Regions from separate parts of the Mus musculus genome. Here all the other regions are linked to region 3. Evidence: chromatin contacts called from public Hi-C and HiChIP or PLAC-seq data. All regions are on one chromosome and are shown on one strand. The core of a region is the stretch at or near the end of the contact, and the rest is flanking DNA. Distances in the headings are between cores, read along the strand shown. Region 1 overlaps Dscam (DS cell adhesion molecule). Region 2 overlaps Erg (ETS transcription factor). Region 3 holds the start of Get1 (guided entry of tail-anchored proteins factor 1).

The links. Hi-C and Micro-C count contacts between places; a contact is called where the count stands out from the background. HiChIP or PLAC-seq counts read pairs in DNA pulled down with a chosen protein or histone mark.
Region 1: a contact with region 3 is called in a Hi-C map of the N1E-115 cell line, with 2.9 times the contacts expected there. The contact joins the enhancer-like site here to the promoter of Get1 in region 3. A contact is called at or near these places in 1 of 39 promoter capture datasets (hippocampal neurons) and 1 of 484 Hi-C or Micro-C datasets (the N1E-115 cell line).
Region 2: a contact with region 3 is called in an H3K4me3 HiChIP or PLAC-seq map of embryonic limb bud, with 6 times the contacts expected there. The contact joins the enhancer-like site here to the promoter of Get1 in region 3. A contact is called at or near these places in 1 of 484 Hi-C or Micro-C datasets (nephron progenitors) and 1 of 115 datasets of contacts at active chromatin or transcription factors (embryonic limb bud).

The regions. Positions count from the first base shown.
Region 1 is chr16:96,670,292-96,673,524 of GRCm38.p6, forward strand. The region is part of intron 20 of Dscam (DS cell adhesion molecule); the gene reads right to left. Among named protein-coding and RNA genes, the nearest start is that of Gm32509, 47 kb to the right of the region's middle. Within about 2 kb of position 1,515, at least 2 of the 459 cell types and tissues checked have an H3K27ac peak or open chromatin away from gene starts, as enhancers often do. A contact at or near this core is called in the N1E-115 cell line, where this site is marked.
Region 2 is chr16:95,468,053-95,471,098 of GRCm38.p6, forward strand. The region is part of intron 2 of Erg (ETS transcription factor); the gene reads right to left. Among named protein-coding and RNA genes, the nearest start is that of Erg, 61 kb to the right of the region's middle. Within about 2 kb of position 1,494, at least 17 of the 459 cell types and tissues checked have an H3K27ac peak or open chromatin away from gene starts, as enhancers often do. A contact at or near this core is called in embryonic limb bud, where this site is marked.
Region 3 is chr16:96,144,015-96,146,889 of GRCm38.p6, forward strand. It overlaps Get1 (guided entry of tail-anchored proteins factor 1), which reads left to right and starts at 1,386. Exons shown (of 5, transcript NM_207301.3): 1 at 1,386-1,564. The coding sequence starts at 1,463.

The DNA of each region.
Region 1 (3,233 bases), core at 265-2,764, 530 kb after region 3:
TAACTTATTGTGGTACTTGTAGATTAGCAAATCTCTCAACCTTCCTCAGAGGAATGTCTCCTTGCAGTAAATGTTGATTAACACAGAGACCCACAAACTGGATGTTGTGTAGAGAATGAGATACTGCAAAATGCCCAGCCATAAATGGGATATCTATGCTACACTCAGTCTTCCCAAGGCTGGATCATTATGGAAAGGAAAGCAGAAAGACTTTAACAGGCAGGGGTAGTAGATAATTGTAATGAAACCACGTTTTCTTGACGTGACCTGACATTTGTTCATACGAATTTGCAGCATTTGGGACAGCATGCAACTTAAACCAGACAACATCCTAGCACAAAGTCCCATCTGCATCTGAGGAGCTAGTGACAATAGGTAATAGCTGCTGGGAAAAGGAGAGACATTTTTTGTTAAAGGCGTGGTCCCTGGTAGGTAGATCACACTCTAGGGGCTGGGCCCACACCCAGGAGTATCTGAGCACAAATTGGACTCAATGGATTTTTTAAAAAGAGGTCAGGAAGTTGAGTGGGCAGGGAGGAAGTGAATAGATCTGGAAGGAGTTAGGTTGGGGAGCAAATATGATCAAAATACATTATGCACAATTCTCAGGGAATTAATATAATAATTAATACAATAATTCTTTAAATAGTTGTCAGGGTTATATATAAAAATGTGGACTTAGCTTCAGGAAATAGTACCTCCTGCCTACTTGGTGCCCTTGGAGGCCAGAAGAAGACATCAGATCCTCTGAAATTTGAGTCACAGGTGTTTGTGGGCTGTTACTCGGGTGCTAAGAGTCGAACCTGAGACCTCTGCAGGAGAAGCAAGTGCTCTTAACCAGGGAGCCACTACTCTAGCCCCTAATATAAGACTTTTAAAAGTTATCACAATTCTCTGGGTTTTTATTGTTCATAATAGTGTTGAGTTATTGTTATTGTTGTTTGTTTGTTTGTTGTTGTTGTCGTCTAGCTGGTATCCTGAGGTTCTGATTACATGAACTTGGGGGCTGTGTTGTCATTCTCTCTGGTTGGAAAGCTGGTGTCTCAGTGCATTTCCTGGACTTTTTGAGGTGGATGAATGTTTTATTAGATCTGCTTTTAAACAGCCGAAGAACAAATCTGGTTAATTTACAGCTAATGCGACATGTCTGGCTACATCCAAGGTCTTTAGTGATGTTGTCTTTCGCAGATCTGAACTGGGAGAATAAAGTGATAAAGTGATATAGCTGCCTATTGTTAAATAGGTGTTATGTGTACTGGAGAACAAACACCTCTTTTTAAGGAGGTCTTAGTAAGAACAGTTGTGCTAGGGAACTTGGGGGGCAGGGGACACATTGCCGAGGAGCTACGCCAAGGGACTCATAAAAGAAGATCAAATTAGAGGGCACACCATGTCCTGATTTATCTTCCCATGTTCTACATTCAACTATGAAATCATTTCAAGGGGTGGGGGCATGAAAACACCAGACTGAGGCACAAGAAAAATGACCAGAACTTGTGCTGCCCTCTGCTGTCCATTAATACACATAGCAGAAATGTTCCTGTCTCAAAAAGAAAATGAACACTCCGGCATCCACAGTGCTGGAAGCTGCTAAGAATGCTCCTGGAGGAGAAAAGAATCATAACTCTCACCCGGTTATATACTCTGTGAGCTACAATAGCAATCTGCCTGCGAGGTATGCCCACTGAGGTAATAGTGGAACAAATATCACCGAATTAACAAACCACTCATTGAGATGGAACCCACACCTGATACTGTTAATGAGGCCGATAACATGCGATTAGATATGTCATGGTCCTGGAAAAACCAACTACTTTTCTGCAAAATCAACACAGCAATGAAACCACTCCTGATGACATATTTTATACCCACAGGTCACTGCAATGTTCAACCTCCCTCAGGTTAAACATCCTGATGATGCGTTTTGCATGCATGCATGCCTGTGCACCACCTGTCTACTTGGTGCCCTTGGAGGCCAGAAGAGGACAGCAGATCCTCTGGAACTTGAGTCACAGGGTATTTGGGCTGCTATGTGGATGCTAAGATTCGAACCTGAGACTTCTGCAAGAGAAGCAAGTCGAACATTACCCAGCTAAATAATAATCAACACAGAGATTCACAACTGGACAGTGTGCAGAGAGTGCTCCACTTTGGAGCCCTCTGCCCTAAGTGGACTGTCTTTATCAAATTCCTTCCTTCAGGGCTCAGAGATCTTTGTGGGACAGGAAGAAGAACGACTGTAAGAGCCAGAGGGGTAGACAACTCTAAGAAAACAGTGTTCCAGACACAACAAGTCCGATGCACATATGAACTCAGAGATAGTGGCAGCACAAATAAGGCCTGATGCACAGGTTGAAGTCATTTTCCCTCCCCAAGTTGCTTTTGCTCACAGTATATATCAATAGAAACCCTACACAGTAGCACATGTACTCAGCCAGACTGGATGCCCACTAAGTTTCAAAGATATGGCTATTTCTGCCTCTCCAGAGCTGGGATTATTTGTGTGTGTGTGTGTGTGTGTGTGTGTGTGTGTGTGTGTTGGGGACCAAATCTCACCCCCCCCCCCCGCTTGCACAAAAACACAGCTGAACCACTTCCATAGCCTTCTACATGTTTTTAAGTTTTATGCCAGGAACAGGAGATAGATACAAAGACGGATTAGGCACGATTCCTTCATTTTGACAGTGCCTTAAAATCTTTGTGAAAACATTGTAAATCCAAATCGTTCTTTTTATATTTTCCTTTCTCCAAAATTCCCTCTTTTTCTGATATGCCTTGTTATCTGCCCATGGAAAGTTTAAGTTGATAGTTATTATCCAGCATCATAAACAGTAATGATAATAAATAGCCCAGTTTTAAATGGTGTGTATTCTGACCTCGGCGCCTTTACTAGGCTGAGTCCGCTATTGTAGAGGGCACAGATCCCCACTGCCTTGCGCAGCAGGGGTAGCGCTATAGTACTTTCTCAGTGTGGGTTAGGGCAGAGAAGGAGGGTGGGCTGGAGCATGTGGGGGAGAAGGAGGGAGGAAAGGAGGACATTTAATGCGGAGCCTAGCAGTGCAATCAATAGGTGCTGTCCACTGACTATCAATTAAGGCACAATTACGGCCTGTGCACTCGGAGTTTGATTAAGCCGCTGGCAGTGCCTGGGAAGCTGCCAGATAAACAAGGGCTCTAGGCGAGTGCCCGCGCCCCGCGTAATAAAGCAGGAGTCTTCTGGAGGGAGGTGCAAA
Region 2 (3,046 bases), core at 244-2,743, 680 kb before region 3:
AAATGGTCCATCTCAAACCCTTCTGAAAGCTGGCATCAATTTTGCTCCATTAAATAGTGGTACCTGCCTCCCTCCCATCCCCTCAGGTCTCTGACAGAGGTTCAGTTATCAGACTTCCAAAGCTACCTCTGCCTGTTTCCTTGGCAACAAGCATTCATAAACTTCAGCCTTCATTGAAAGAAAAAGGCCAACTATGGAAAGATGGGGTGGGTGTTCTTATCATTATCCCTGCATGACAGTTTACACCAGACCCCAGAGCTAAGTGAAGAAGGCTTCCAGAGGACTCCAGCCCCAAACGCCAGTTGACTACAACCTTCTGCAAGACAACGGGTTGAAGACTTCCTCTCCAGCATCAGTCCTATGATGTGATATGAAGTGATAGTTGTAGTCTTGAATGATTTATTGAAGCCTTAAATGCCTAGAACACTATGAGACCAAGTCTGGCTTCCACAAGACGTTTGTAACAAGACTGTTGCAGCAGAAGGAGCCTTCCTATGAGAGGTCTATCAATCTTTATTGGCATTAGCTACATGTTAAGCATTGGGCCAGGCTGCTCTGAAGGTGCTGAAGGTGCTGAAAGCAAGGGAAATGTTCTTGTACAAACAGAGTGAAACTTCACCTATCAGTTGGAGGGAAAATATGTCAAAGTCGTAGAGGCATTTTAACTCAAGAGGAAGGAGAGAGACGTGACAGTCATTAATTCCTCTCACTCCACAGCTATCCATCAATGACGCTGGTACCCCAGGGCTACACCCTCATGTCCTCAGTCCTTACCCAGTGCCAGCAGTTCTCCTGGACCTGGTTTGCTGGTTGCTCATCTTCAGGACATCCTTCCTATGGATACCAAGTTACCTCCCCAAAGAGAAGTGGGAAACTCTCATGCCCACAGAGGCAATGATGCCTGATGATCCATTACCCTGTGTGTTGGTATACAGAAGAACTCCAATGTGGAGAAAAGGCTGCCATTTTATTCTCTGAAACACTGGGGACTCTTTCCCTCATGGCCTCTAAGGTTTCCACGGTGTTGTGGGGGCTCCACCACACACACACACACACACACACACACACACACACACACACAAAAGCAAAAACAAAAACAAAACTGGACTACACTTAGAGGCATCTGGAGGAATCTAATGATTAGTCTGGCTTCACTGTGGGCAAAGGCAGTGTGTTCAGCTACACACAGCCGGTCCCCATTTCACGAAACCTAGCAATTGTAAGAAAGAGTCTAACCAAACTGGAGGTTTCCTGAAAGATAAACCGTCTTTTGTTTTTCTTTAGCAAGTCTGTCCAGCTGGCCTAGAACTCTTGAACTCAAGTGACCATCCGGCTCCTAAGCAGCCCTTACTGTGGATGTCTGCCACCTCAGGGCCCATCTCAAGGCTACACTAACAAGTTTGGGAAGCAGTAAGGCTCTGGTTCCAGACAGCTGGGTAGGACACCTGAACCTCAGCTCCCAGGCTGAGCCAGGGTTTGAAATACTTGGTTCCATGGAACTCAAAGCTGCTTTCACAGAGACTGGAAAACACTCCTTCTCTCCCATGTGACACTGTGGTATGGAATGCTCGCACACAAGGAACTCTTGTTTTATATATATACATATATATGTATATATATATATATACCTCTAATAGCCAGAAAATGGGGAAGTCCACAAAGAAATTTTTCAACTGCCTCTCTTTACATGACCCTTAACCTAGGAGATTTTTGCCTAATCTGTAAATTGAAGTTAAAAGTATTTCTATACCTTTGGAGTAGGGAGCCCTTTGTCCCCATAAGAACGGAGAGACTATTAACAATAAGGCCCTGCATGCACAACACTCCTTTGTCGGTGAGTGCAAACCAAAACCAGATGTGGAGCCCCAGCCGCTACCTTGGAGTGACCCAGGGAGGCTCAGGCTAATCCAGCCGTTCTTAATAACTCAAAACTGCCAGCCTTAAACCATCTAATTTTTTCTTGCGCTTACAGATGCAAACAAGAATCGACAGCCTGCATTGGAATCTGTTTCCCTCTGGCCACATACAGATAGATTCTGTCTGATAAGAGCAGGATAAAGGCCCTTTCCAGGAAGCTGTGTCACCACCATCCGATGACGAGGGGGTAGCGGTAATTATCACCTTTAATGAACCAAGATTTGGAAGAAGTTATACTGAAAATCAGACGCCCTTGTCCTGACCTCCTCCCAGACAGTGTTCCTTGGAAGTGTGTGAATGTGAGAAAACACTGGAGGTCTCCCCTAAGGCTCTAATGAGTCTAGGGACATTTCTCTGGCAATGAAACTACTTAATTTGCAATCATTTTCTTCAATTTCAGTAGAATAAACATAAGCGAAAGAGAAGAGCCAACGAATTTAGAAATGGCTCAAGACTTCTCAAATGATGAAATCAAATAGGATCAATTTTTAACATTCTGTTAATATCATATCTATTTACAAAAATAAAATCAAGTGGAAAATTACTTTATATACCGGATATTATGTTTTGCCTTAGACGCATGTAAAATACAGACAAATACACAGATACACACTGCTTTTTCCCCTTCTAAGAATTTATTGTTAGTGTACACATGTGTATGGGGGCCAGAAGACAGCTCTGCAGACTTTGTTGTCTCCTAGCTTCACATGAGTCTAGAAGATGAACCTGGGTTACCAGGTAGCACAGCAAACACCCTTAAGTTGATCCATCTCGTTAAGACCCTGATTGGGTTTTAATGCCCAAAAATACAGCAGAGGAATGGATACAGAAATCCTAGCACTTGGGAGGCAGAGGCAGGCAGATTTCTGAGTTTGAGGCCAGTCTGGTCTACAGAGTGAGTTCCAGGACAGCCAGGGCTATACAGAGAAACCCTGTCTCGGAAAAAAAGAAAAAAAGAAAAAGAAGAAGGAGGAGGAGGAGGAGGAGGAAAGAAAGAAGGGAGGGAGGGAGGAAGGAAGGGAGGAAGGAAGGAAGGAAGGAAGGAAGGAAGGAAGGAAGGAAGGAAGGAAGGAAGGAAGGAAGGAAGGAAGATGTGGTACGTTTACACAATGGAGTACTACTCAGCTAT
Region 3 (2,875 bases), core at 136-2,635:
AATTTTTTTAGTATCTCGCCTCACCAAGAACAGAGTGGTCCTCCTGTACAGTGGGGACCTTGGTTGATAATTTCCTTTTCATTCTAAAAAGCAGAGATTTGGGATTGAAGAGCAAGCAGGTGTGTGTGTGTGTGTGTGTGTGTGTGTGTGTGTGTGTGTGTGTATGTGTCAAGGTGGGTTTGTGGGGAGGGAGACTTAGACACACTGCCATAATTTCTCACGAGGCTGCTCTTCCTTAATCTATCTAAAACCTCAGCGTGGAGAGAGAGCACCTGGCAGTCTGTCTACAGTCCAGTTGGAAGGGAAGGTTATGGAGTGGCAGTCTCCTAGTCAGCGTGCCCTTTCGTTGAGATAATTCATCCCACCGCTGCTGGTAGAAACACAGGCAGTGTTTCTAGAAGTAACCCGTTCTCTGACTAACGTGGCAGAAAAGACAGCCAACTATCTTCCACTTTATTCCCCATATACAAGTGAGCCGCGGTTCTTTTGTTATGAATACTCATCATTGCCTAAATTTAGATAATTTTATTAAAAGCTCACTGTAAACTTTTTCTTTGTGCGTGCTGAGCATGGCTGGTACCTAAGACTTCCCACATGCTTGGCAAGTCTCTACCAGTCACTATGTGATGTCTTTTGATGAATAAACTTATCTTTTAGGGTGACGATTTTCTACATTGTTCGTGTTTATTAGTGCTTAGTTTTAAAATGTAGTCGAACCATTTTACATGCGACAACGGTTTAGGAAACAGTTTCAGTTACCATCTATGATAAAGTAACTTTCTATTCATGCAGAGGCTTATCCTAAAATAAATTTATTTAAGAATAAAAGTGAGAGGGCTGGTGAGATGGCTCAGTGGGTAAGAGCACCCGACTGCTCTTCCGAAGGTCAGGAGTTCAAATCCCAGCAACCACATGGTGGCTCACAACCATCAGTAATGAGATCTGACTCCCTCTTCTGGAGTGTCTGAGGACAGCTACAGTGTACTTACAATAAATAAATAAATCTTTAAAAAAAATTCATATACATAAAAAAGAATAAAAGTGCGTTAGTTAACTCAGTAAGAACGTAAATAGTTTTCGGTTACTACAAGCAATCACAGTTTGCCAAAACCTGTTTAGCCTCCCGAAGTGGGCTATCACCCGGCTACGGAAGCCGGGAAGGCGAAAGGCGAAAATGGCTGCTAAGTAACATCCCATGCTGCCCCCTAGAGGAGGTGTAGCGTGCGTGCACCGCGGCCCGACGTGTAGCCCTAGCCGTGGCGCGCCGGCGCAGGCGCAGTTGACGACGCCGTCTCCCTGGTGCTGCCATAGCGGAACAGGACTGCAGTGCGCAGGCGCAGTTGACGACGCTGCTCCCAGGCGCTGCCGTAGCGGAGCAGGGCTGCAGTGCGCAGGCGTAGGCGAGCGCGGAGGCGCGGTCACCATGGCGCTGTCGTAGCGGTGCAGGTGCCTGGGATCCAGCATGAGCGCGTCCGAGACGGACCGCTGGGCGTGGCTGCTGGTGTTGAGCTTCGTGTTCGGGTGTAACTTGCTGCGCATCCTCCTGCCGTCCCTGTCCTCGTTTGTAAGTAGCTGCCGGGGGCGGGGAGCGGCCGAGCGCGGGGCCTTGCGCGGTCCATGCTGCAAGCTCTCTTCCTCCAGGTGCCTCCGAGCTTCTCACAGATCGCGAGGTTGCAACCAGCTCTGGAGGGTGGGAGGTCCCAAGCCACGCTTCGCGACAGAGGAGCAGCCCCGGCCCAGCATCCTCACAGGTGCCTGGCTCCGGAGCGGCTGATCCCCGGCTACAGGGAGCCCCCTTCTGTTCTGTCCGTGGGAACAAGGAACACTACAGAGCAATCTAAACAGGCCATACCGTTCTTGCACATTCAGGTTTCTGTTTATGTATGGGGGGTGTTTTTCCTGCGTGTGTATCTGTGCACTGTGTGCTTTCATTGCCAGCAGAGTCCAGAAGAGAGCGCTGGATGCTCTGGAATTGGAGTTACAGACATTAGTTATCTGCCACGTGGGTCCTGGGAACAGAACCCAGGCCCTCTATAGTAGTATCCAGTGCTCTTATCCACTGAGCCATCTCCAGCCCCAACATACTTTCCATATTTTACTCATGCCTGTATAATGAAGTCTGCACACAGTTCTCCAAAGGACTGGATGCAGAAAGGTTTAGAAGGACTTTTCTGTGTACTGGAAGAGGGATTGGGGACTACTAACTGGGGATGGATGTCCCCACACTCAATGACCTGTCTGCAAAGTTCTCTTCATCTGTCCTGCTATCTGTAGCCTTTAAACCATTTAAAAAAAACTATTTGTTATGTGAGAGTTTCGCTTGCATGTATGTAAGTGCATCACACGTATGCAGTGCTTTTGAGTCCAGAAGGGGCATTGATTCCCTGACACTGGAGTCAAGGACTCCATGTGAGCCACTATGTGAGTGTGCTCTTGACCACTGAGCTATCTCTCCACCCTCTTAATCTGTAGCCATTAAAGATTTTATGTGTGTGTGTGTGTGTGTGTGTTCTGAGTGTATGTATATGCACCATGTGAACGAGGTTGCCTGAGGAGGCCAGAAGAGGCAGTCACATTCTCTGGAACTGACTTATAGATGGTGTGAGCAGCCACATGCATGCTGGGAACTGAACCTGGATCCTCTGAAAGAGCCACAAGTGTGCTTAACCCCCAACACATCTCTCTAACCTGTATCTATAGCCTTGGAAAACATGTTCTGTAATAAACCAGTGGGCAAGATTTTTGCTCTGAGTTTCGTGAGCTGGTCTAGCAAATTGGTGAAGCCTGAAGAGGGGTCAAGGGAACTCTGACTTGTAGCTGGGCTGTGTGATTTGTGAGTGAGACCCCCCCTCCCCATCTGTGGGATTTGACACTC